Linked DNA regions of Mus musculus: region 2 is linked to region 1. The links are chromatin contacts, called in public promoter capture Hi-C maps. All regions are on one chromosome and are shown on one strand. Each heading gives the region's core, a stretch centred on a gene start, on an enhancer-like site or on the middle of the called end of the contact. The rest is flanking DNA. Distances are from core to core; before and after follow the strand shown.

Region 1 (5,367 bases), core at 1,609-4,108:
AAATCACATTTTTCATGTTAGTGACGTTCTTGGAATCGTTCTTTGTGTCCTGTTTGAAACACTGAAAAATAATAGTTTTCTTCTTATTTTCCTAAAATATGAGGCAACCTGTTTGTTTTTTTAAAAAACATTATTTGCTTTTTGTGCTAATGGTTCCCTAACACCAATATAATGTGATATTGAATAACCCCAAATTTATAAACATAGGTATTTATGTATTGTATATTGACAGTTATACATATAAAGAGCATTTATATGCATACATACCTTGCATATTTTCATGAAATTGTCTTAGTCTAATTGTCTTTCACTTGTGAAGATGTATAATTTTTTTTTTAAGTTCCTGGAGAAAATACATATGTGCATTGAAATGACAAAGGGGGACATTGATTAGCTCTGCAGTAATGCTAATGTAAAACAACCTTGGGATTCTACTTGGCTTTTATATCTTTGCATTAATAATGCATTCACATATTTGCAAATGGAATTTTGTATTTCTGGCAGAAGGGTTGTGGGGAGAGGCATTTTTGTTGGTATCACGGTGTCACATGATACCGAGTTACATAATTGTACATAAATTTAGACTTTGATTCTGGAAGGCCCCTGACCAAAGGTGCCTTACCAAATCCTTTCTAAATAGAATTTGTTATAGAAGTCATAGCTGGGGTGTGTGTGTGTATATGTGTGCACAAAACATGTGCACACGGAGGCCAGAGGTCATCCGCTGTCCTCTATCACTTGCTATTATTTAGTTTTGTTTCATGTGTAGGAGGATGCATTCCCTGGTGTGTGAGATCAGAAGAAAGCTGTGCTGAGTTGGTTCCTCCTTCCACCTTTATTTTATGTAGGCTCTGGAATCCTTTTGCTTGTACAATGGCTTTACTGACTGGACCATCTCCCTAGTCCTGTGGCTGTTTTATAACTGATTTGAGCTCGTTTGGGAATGACAACATCTCCTTTGGAAATAAGTATCCTGGCTATCTGTAGGAGATTTTTTTCATGACTCATGCCACAAGGAAAAGTGCCTTTCTTTTCATCAGTCTTTTTTACTAAGTGAGATGTTGCAGTATTTCTTTAAGCTGACTTTTAAAAGACATTTTTTTCCCCTTACAGAATGGGAGTTAGTATGTTTGATGATCCATAAAGATGCAGGCAAGCAACCTAGCACCCGGTCTCCAGCTTCCTGCCTTCTCCATCATGTCAGGCCACGCCGCCAATCATGAACCTAAACCGGCCTTTCTTCCCCTAAAAGCTTTTTTTTTTTTTTTGGTTGTTTTTGTTTTTCGAGATAGGGTTTCTCTGTATAGCCCTGGCTGTCCTGGGACTCACTTTGTAGACCAGGCTGGCCTCGAACTCAGAAATCCGCCTGCCTCTGCCTCCCGAGTGCTGGGATTAAAGGCACGCGCCACCACACCCGGCAAAAAGAAAAGCTTTACAATGAGAGTTTAACATTAGAGTATTTGTCCTTAGGAGACAAAGTGTTCAAGCACTACACTTATTTGCCCTTTTCCATTGATCTGCTTGAAGCTAATTATGACACGTTGATATATGTTTAGAAATCATGTGCATTCTAAGCCAAAGAGGGCTTATATTTGTATATTCATTGTAATTCAATGTTTCCATTGAAAACAGGTCCAGAAATCTACAGCGTTAAAAAAAATAGAACTGTTAAGTGTTTAAAACACTCAGAAACACATAAAAACTTGCTGAGGATTTCTGCTGTCTTCTGTCTTTCTTATCACATAATTAAAAATCCACCAGAAAGATCTTTGCAACCAGCCCTTGAGGCATTGGTCTTTAATCCCAGCATTCAGGAGACAGAGGCATATAGACCTCTATGAGTTTGAAACCAGTCTGGTCCACATAGTGAGTTCTTTCCAGGGCAGCCAGAGTTACATATTGACATTCTGTTTAAAAATAAATTGCTTATAAATACTAGCTTTAGAGATTTATAAAATCAAAAGACCACTGCTTGTATGGCATATGCAAAGCCCTACATGCTTAGGAGGAGGGAAGTGTGCATGTGCCGTGTATGTGCATGTGTTGTGTATGTGCATGTGCATGTGCTGTGTATGTGCATGTGCTGTGTATGTGCATGTGCTGTGTATGTGCATGTGCTGTGTATGTGCATGTGCTGTGTATGTGCATGTGCTGTGTATGTGCATGTGCTGTGTATGTGCATGTGCTGTGTATGTGCATGTGCTGTGTATGTGCACGTGCTGTGTTTGTGCCAGAGGACAGAGAACAATCTCATGAAGTGGGTTCTCTTCTTCCACCCTGTGGGCTCTAGGGATCAAATTCAGGTTGTCGGATTTGGCAATAAGTGCCTTTACTAGCTGGGCCAAGTGATCCCATTCTTCAGTGTGGAGAAAAATGTTTCTCCTGAGTAGAAAAGATGTCAGTGACCTCTGACAGGTGTATGAGCCGAGCACCATTGACTGGCATTGTTCACATGACCAGCATGTTGCATCCCGAGGCTGCACCGAATCTCACAGAGCCCGAAAAGAGCCAACAACAGGGTTTTTTGTTTGCAGTATCTCCCTAATGAGCATCCTCAGATCAACTCCTTACAGCAGTCTGATAGGCTATGAAGGATAATTGTGCAAAAAAACAACAAAAAAAACCGAGGCCACGAGATTGTTAAACGATTAAAAATTGCTTTTCCAAATAAGATGTTGCAAAGAGAGTTCATGTTTTTCTCCCCTCACTTCAGAGCTAACTCCTTTCCTTGTAACCCTGAGAGTTGCCCACGCTGTCTCAAACAAGTTACCAGAAATCTCGTTTCTCAGAGTGAGGCGTTGCCATGGAAACAATGACTGGCTAAATTTGGCTAGAAATATTTGCTGTTACATGTGCCTTGTGTTAAACACAGTGCTTTCCTTCCTTCAGAGTAGGAGAGGAGAGCTGGAGAGCAACATACTAGTGCATCTACTGTTTGTTTCTTCTCCTCTCTCTCTCTCTCCTGCTCTTCCTTAAGTTTTTATAGCCCTAGCTGGGCTCTAACTGATGGTCCTCCTGTCTCAATCTCTGAAGTGCTGGGGTTACATCACGCTATCACTCTTAAAACATGATTTCATATTTACAGTAATTACTTAAAAATAATTGCATAAACTTTATTAATGTTAAAAATACTTGCAAGTACACAGAAGTGCTACTTACCAAAATAGCCACACCCAAAGCCCATACAATGCCATGAACTTCTATATAGTTAAAAATAGGTATTTTGAATGAAAGCTGTGGAGGTTTTACATTCAATTTTTATACTTTCATTATCAGATATATCTTATGTACTATTCACCACCTAAAACAAAACAAAACAAAAAGACAGAATTAGAACTAGAAAAAAAAGCTTTATATCCCATTTGTAGCCAGTATCCGTTACTTTCATCTCTCTGTAGCAATTACAAGGGTCATGGACAGAGATTTTACTCTGTATGCTAGATGTTCTCCCATCTTACAGATAAGTAAAACATTAAGTGATGTTTGAAAGCTGTGGTTTTAGCATTGCTTGAACATATCCCCCACAGTGTATGTGTGGACATTTGGCTTTTTTTTTTTTTTTTTTTTTTTTTTTTTGAGATGGGACATTACTACCCTGTCCAGAGGCACGGAAACTCTTCTACTCAAGACATCTTCCCAGTAAGTTTTCCAAGTGTCTGGGACAACTGACTTATGCACTGAAATTTAATTCTCATTAAGAGATGTTAAGAAAGCAAAAACTCTGTCCGTGGTGGTTGTGGGGGGGTGGGGTGGCTTTTATGGGCTGTTAGGATGGGATGCAGTTATCATTCCCTAACTGAATGGAAGAGACTCTGGCTCATGCAAAGACCTCTATCTCTTGCCTTGGGATCCATCAGACTAGTCCAGCACCCTACCAGCAGGAAGGCCACTGCCAGATGCAAGCCTCCTGCCCTTCATCCTGCAAGACTGTGAGCTAAAGGAGACTAAACTCTTTTCTCTAACACTTGCCTGGCCTCTGGGAGCTATTACCAAGAGAAACAAAGAAGGATTCAAATATAGGTAAGAGGTAAGACTAATCCAGAATATTCTGCCTTCTGTGGCAACAATCAGCGGCTGCCCACATGTCTTTACTACCTTCACAGTCCACTTTCCTCTCCATTTTTCTAGATAGATTTTGTCTTTACAGTTCTACAGAAGTTGACTTATTCAAAACTTCTAAGATTGTTCTTGCAAAATTAAAAACTTTTCAGTCTTCCAAAACCATGGTTCTATTTTATATAATGTTCAATTCCCAGAAATGTGGCTGGCATATTATATAACTTGAAAAATATTTTGCTAGAAACTAACTATAAATGCAGTGTGTTTGGGGGATTGATGCATAGCTGATTTTGTAAGTGTCACCTGCAGAGGACTGGAATGCCGGGTCACGGGGTCACGCATATTGGAGATGCAGGGATGAAGTCCTGTGCGGGAGGGGCTGGTATAGCAGGAATCTTGCTTTGCAGGATGCAGGAGTAGGAATTTAAGTGTCTCCAGGACGTGAGACCTTGGGCTCTAGTTTTCTACAAATCAATGAGCTCAAATCAATCTCTGGACATAAACTCAGCATTTTCAAAAGGCAATGAGTATGCTGGACATAGTAGCATATGCCAGGCCTGGAAAGGTGGAGGCAGAACGATCAGAAATATGGCTATATAGTAAGTTTCTGGTCATCCTGGGTTAATAGGACCCTATCTCAGCCAAACTAAAACACAAACAAGCAACACAATGGCCTTAGTGAAACTGTAGACTAGTAAATGCAAACACTCTACCACAAGCTACAGTGCCAGCTTCAGGGGTCAGCTCTAAGGTCTTTTTTTGCCTAGTCCAGACTGGCCTGGAACATGCTATGTGGCTTTGTCTAGCCTTAAGCTCAAGCTTATAATCCTCCCTGAGTCTCTCATGTGCTGGAATTACAGTGTGAGTCACCACTCCCAGCCAGAGCAGGCTTCCCAGGAAGGCTCCAGAGCTCTGACAATTCCTTATTAGCTTGCTCCTTTTACAGTAATTCCAGGCCTGGCCCATCTCCTCAGTGTCAGCCAGGGAGAAGGTGTGCTTGTGGTTTGTCAGGTCCAAAATTCTCAGGCACTCCCATTGTCTCCTCTCCACTTTCATTTCATGTCTTGTCTCTTGTTAATATAAAACTTTGTTTTACATCACAGCAAAGCCAGAATATAATATTTTATCATCATATGGGCCTTCCTAAACACTAAGAACTTCATTAGAACTGGGTATGTGTGTCACACACACACACACACACGCACACGCACACGCACACATGCACACGCACACACACACGCACACACGCACACGCACACGCACCACGCACATGCACATATGCCACACCTTTACATAAGCATAAAACCT
Region 2 (5,367 bases), core at 805-3,304, 250 kb before region 1:
TCAGGAAGGAGAACCAGGTTTCAGCAGGTCACAAGCAGTATTTATGATAATATAACAGAAATCAAACTAAAACAGACTACAGAGCATGCATATATGGAAACAAGTCACAGGAACTGATAGATCGGCTTGTGGAAGACAGCCCTCACAAGTCCCAGTTTTCATTTCATTTCATTGTTATCCTGTCATCTCTAAGCATTCACAATATCCCTGTTCCTCTTCACATACAGAGCCATGTGGCAGTGCTAGAGACCCGGACTAAGAAACCAGGAAGCAACCTCTGGATTGGGGGCCTTGAGCAGATTAGAGCTATGCCCCACCCCCTCTTTTGATTACTTATATTTGTGAAATATGTTTGCTTTTAAACGTCTAAATGTCCTCTTTTTTTGTTTGCTTGTTTTGCTTTTTAGCGCTCTCTCTCTCTCTCTGTGTGTGTGTGTGTGTGTGTGTGTGTGTGTGCATGCGCGCGCATTGTGTAACTTTGTGCCTCTGAGTGCAGTGCCCTTGGGCACCAAAAGGGGGAGGACGACTTCTGACCTGGAGTTGGACTTGGTTGTGAGCTTTCTGATCCACTTGCTGGGAAGAGATCTCCAGTCCCGTGCAAACGCAGCTTATGTTTGTAACTGCTGAGCCATGTTTCTCCATCCTTAACTTTCCTTTGATCAAGTCTAAGAAATCTTGGTGGGTCATTTGTTCACCGTCCTCAAATTTGCTGGAGTCAGAGTGGAACTCAAAAGTAACTAACTCTAGCTCTACTACCTACCATCTGAACCACGTTAGAGCTCTAGGCCGCAAAACAGATTAATAAACTGTTTTGAATGTGGTCAGACTCTTCATAACCGCAGGTTCTTTAACGTCTTGCACCACAGCACAATAAATTCTCAGGGGGTCTGAGGCGTGAAAGCACAGGCAAATGAGTCTAAGCACACACTCAGCTTCCCTAAATCAAAGAATCTATTGAGTTTTTTTTTTTTTTTTTTATGTGCCCAATGTGAACACGAACTAGGAAAGCAATCATTTGTGTGTATATGTGGGCTTAACGCACGCACATATGGGCTTAGTACATGCACAGCTTTTGTGTGACTTATGTACCAGTGGGAACCAACACACCAAAAAACCCAAAAAAACCCCAAAAAACAAAAAAAACCAAAACAAAACCCGGTGACCTGAATAAACTGTTTGTAAATTCAAAATTGAGCCTGCTGATTTACTCTGGTTCCGGCAGTTGCTTGCTGGGACCTCAAATGCAGCAGGGGCCAGAATCCCCAGCAGCAACGTCAGGCACTAAAGTTGCTTCTCCAGCTCAGGCCACGTTTTCTGCTAGGGAGTCCTGGACCCGATAAAATGAGGACCAAGTTCAAGGGCTTTTCTTTCCAAAGAACAAAAACCTCCATAGTTGTGCTCTGGAGCTCAGTAGGTCAAGTGTGTGAAGACTCGTGCACCCCGCCCAACTCTCTAGCCCCAGTAAGAGCCCGGCGAGTGATAACTCCGGGCGTACCCCTAGTGATGTCGGCGCAGGGCGGGTAAAGCTGGCCAATGGAGACGTTAGGCCTCTATGCTCCTCCCCCTCCCCCCACACGCCCCGCCCCACTCCTCCCTACGAGCCTCTCCCGGCTCCACTCTCCGCTTCCCTGGCGCTCCTCCTCCATCGCCCACTCCTCTCTCCCACTCCCTTGTATTCCTCCCAACACGTTCCACTCTTCATCGCCTGCGCTCCTCCCAGTCCCTCTTGCTCCTCCCAGTCCCTCGTGCTGCCTTCTGACGCTCCTCCTCCCTCCTCCCGGCGCTCCTCCCCCTCGCTCGTGCACCCCCCTCCCTGCCATCCTCGTGCTCCTCCCCTCCCTCATGCTCTCCCTCCTCTTCTTCCCGTGCTCCTCCCTCTCCCTCGTGCTGCCCTCTCCGCGCTCCTCCTCCCGCGGGAGCGAGCTGTCAGCCGGGCGGGCCGGCTCCGTCATATGACCGGCCGGCGGCCGCGGCGCCGCACCTTCCGTCCGCTGCAGCGGTCCCGCGCTCGCGCCCCTCCGGGCGGCCGCGCCCCCGTCGCCATGGCCCCGCCGCGGCCGCCGTGGGCTGCGCGCTGAGCCGTCGGGTCCCGGAGCGTGGCCGCCCGCCCGGGCCGCCGCGTGCACGCCATGGCCCCGACCCTGCTCCAGAAGCTCTTCAACAAAAGGGGCGGCGGCGCAGCGTCTGCCCAGGCCCGGCCGCCCAAGGAGGAGCCGGCCTTCAGGTGAGCGCGTGCGAGCGGGAGGGAGGCCTCAGGCGGGCTGCATGGAGACCGGACCCCCGCGCCACCCTGTCCCCTCCTCCTGGGCGGGACCCCGCGCCACCCTGTCCCTTCTTCCCAGATCCTCCTGGGAAAGACCCCAGTCTCTCACTCTCCTCTGTCCCGGTCCTCCCGGGTGGGACCCCACGCCTCTCTCGCCCCTCTTTCTGGGTGGGACCCAGCAGCATCCTCTTCCCTCCCTCGCCGGGTTCTCCCAGGTTGGGCTCCTCTTTCCACTTCTTTCAGGGTCTCAGAGCCGCGAACCGCCCTGTCCCTTTTCTACTGCTCCTTCTGGGTGGAACCTCAGCGCCGTCCTCCTTCCTTGCTCTCCAGGTCTCCCCAGGTGGGAGCCCTGCGCCATCCTCTGCCCTCTTTCCTCAGGTGCCCCACAAAATTTCTCCATATGCCCCCGTGTCTGAGCACGTCTGGGACCGGTGTGTACCTTCCAGGGTCTCTGGAGGGAGAGTCACCTGCGTCTCCCCTGCCCCAGAGCCTGTAAGCTGTCATTTTGCAGGCAGCTCCAACCCACTGAGTATGTGACAGTATTTTGAAGTTGGAAAGGGTGAAGCCACGAAAAAAGCAGCTTCTTTCTTGCAGTGTATGACAAGCTCGCCGGCGGATGAATAAAAGTGTGTAATTTCCTCATCAGTTAGAAGGCTGATGCCGCATGATGAGTGGAAAGGGAGGGAAATGCTTTTTATGAAACGTCTCGGGTTCTAATTTAACAAAGCAGAGGCAGATATTTAATAGTTCATCTTCGGAACACATACCTTTGGATTAGCATGTGTTAAGCTGGCTCAAGACCCACAGCTCTAAGTGGCGGCTGGTCTTGCATTTTGAGCTAAGCAATTGGCTCTCAGTAACATCCCTATACTATTCTGCTTTTGAGTGGTAAGTTTCCAAAGATGCTCTCCTGGGTCCTGTACTGTCTCTCAGCACTACTAGTTGAGAAAACATTTTATTTGCCATTTAAGTTTTCATCACTATAAAACAAAACAAAACAAAACAGAAAACTGAACACCTCACACCGATTCAGACCTTCTAGGGATACTTTATGTTCAGAATGTAAGACTTTGAATTTTTTTTAAAAACAAACAAACAAACAAACAAAGGTCTCATTAGTCCAGGCTGGCTTTAAACTCTTGACAATCTTCCTGCCTTAGCTTCTCAAGTTCTGGGAACACCAACATGAAGCATCGCATTTGAAATGAATTTTGATTAAATCTCATCTCCTTTATTGCATAAAAATTCATTCAAAACACATACAAACACATTCCTATAGTTATATAAGATTTTCTTTTATCTTGTATTTCCAGTTTTATGTAGCCCAGGCTAGCTTCGATCAATTGATGACCTGATCGTCCTGTTAGTGCTTCTCAAGTGTAAGATTACAGTAAGCACGTGCTGCCATCCCTGGCTCCAACTTGGAGAGAATGAGACATTAAACAGAATAGCAGCATTTGTGTGTGTGTGTGTGTGTGTGTGTGTGTGTGTGGTGGGAGGTTGGAAGGTAAATTGTGAGGACTGCCTGGATCATGGTCAGTGCATTTCCGTTAGGCAGACTGGACCTGATTCTGTGCCTTCTATTTGTCTGCCTACCCGTGATGCTGTCGTCTAACGTCTCTGAGTTGTAGAATTACTTTGGAGTCAGGACATGTTAATTCTTCTTGGAATCCTAGACTAGACCAAGATTCCTCAGGTGTCTTCTTTGGTGGCCCTTACCAAGGACATTACAGCCATTTGAGTGCCCGTGGAGATGCGTGGTACTTGTCACTGTTTCTTACGTTCCCTGCCTACTTGTCCACCAGCACTCTTCCCTTCCCATGGATAAGGTTAAATTCAGTGTATTTTGAGCAACAGCAACAACAACAAAAAAATGTGGCTATATTTAGGGCTCGGCCATATTAGGAAAATTGATTCCCACTTTGTGAGTACAATATTAGTACCATGTTCTGTCTTCTCATTTGGTGTTTAAGGGAGAAGAAAGTGCAGTCTTTAACTTTTTTTACTGTGCTATACATTTATTTGTATGCGTGTGGGAACACACACTCCAGTTCTACAGCATGCAGGTGGAGGTCGGGGACAACTTTCAGAACCCTGTTTGCTCCTACCTTGTGTTTACCTGGGACGCTAACTCAGGTGATCAGGCAACAGGTACTCTCTCCTGCTGAGCCACCATGATAGCCCCCATGTGCCATCTCTTGTCATTTGTTCACCTCAGATTTTTTGTTTCCCGATAGGCTTTTTGAGGTAGATGTTCCTGAAGGATGTTGAGGCTGCCTCTCTTCCCTTTTTGTCTTATGTAACCCAGGCTGACCTAGAAGTCCAGCTTTGCCTCAGTCCTCATGTGATCAGATGCTGGGGTTACAGATTCACCAACGTGCTGGGCACTTGTGTGACCTCTCTTGTTATCCGGGCTTTCCACTCCTCCTCCTCCTCCTGCAGTGCTTCCCTGTTTGTGGTTCAGAGAGCGAGAGTGGCTCCAGTCCCACACTGTTTCCAGATCTTATCTGTCAGCCGTCACCTATATATAGGGCATTGTCACAGTCAAGAGTACAACTTACACATTTCATTGATGATCCCAACGCTTGTCTTTTCAGTTTGCCTTGGTAGAAACGGAAAGGAATAAAAAGAGGCTGAATTGTCAGTCTTACCCAAGCAGTTAGGCGCAGTATATAATTGTAATACTTCTAGACTTTGATCCTGCGTCAAATCATAGTGTGTTTGACACTTGAGAAAGTTCTATTTGCCGATCTTCCAAATGCTTTTCACTTTTACTTAATTGATAAGAACCAATTTGAATAACCCTCAGGCTAAAAATGAATGCAATTCAGAACCAGACTGTCTTGAGGTCAACATGCCTACGTAGGACTTAAACATATTGTTTTATATGTATGTATGCCTGAGTGTATGTATGTATGTGCATCTGATGCATGGGAGAGCCCCTGGAGCTGGAGGCACCATGAACCATCATGTGGATGCTAGACAGTAAGTGCTCTTAAATACTCAGCCATCTCTCAGCCCCTACATAGAACTTCTTAATGGTCAAGGTATATCCAATGTCTTCTGTGTCTCACATGTATGTGAAACCTTATCCATATTATCTT

Evidence for each region. Promoter capture Hi-C pulls out the DNA fragments that hold promoters and counts their contacts.
Region 2: a contact with region 1 is called in a promoter capture Hi-C map of hippocampal neurons, with 3 times the contacts expected there. The contact joins the promoter of Fnip2 here to the enhancer-like site in region 1. A contact is called at or near these places in 7 of 39 promoter capture datasets (the C10 cell line, cranial neural crest, frontonasal cranial neural crest and 3 more), 1 of 115 datasets of contacts at active chromatin or transcription factors (embryonic forebrain) and 2 of 9 other capture datasets (adipose tissue and liver).

What each region holds. Positions count from the first base shown.
Region 1 is chr3:79,311,657-79,317,023 of GRCm38.p6, reverse strand. No RefSeq gene overlaps it. Among named protein-coding and RNA genes, the nearest start is that of Gm40072, 22 kb to the left of the region's middle. Within about 2 kb of position 2,858, at least 28 of the 459 cell types and tissues checked have an H3K27ac peak or open chromatin away from gene starts, as enhancers often do. A contact at or near this core is called in hippocampal neurons, where this site is marked.
Region 2 is chr3:79,564,366-79,569,732 of GRCm38.p6, reverse strand. It overlaps Fnip2 (folliculin interacting protein 2), which reads left to right and starts at 2,054. Exons shown (of 17, transcript NM_001162999.2): 1 at 2,054-2,224. The coding sequence starts at 2,130. It overlaps 4930589L23Rik (RIKEN cDNA 4930589L23 gene), which reads right to left and starts at 1,541. Exons shown (of 2, transcript NR_152118.1): 1 at 535-1,541.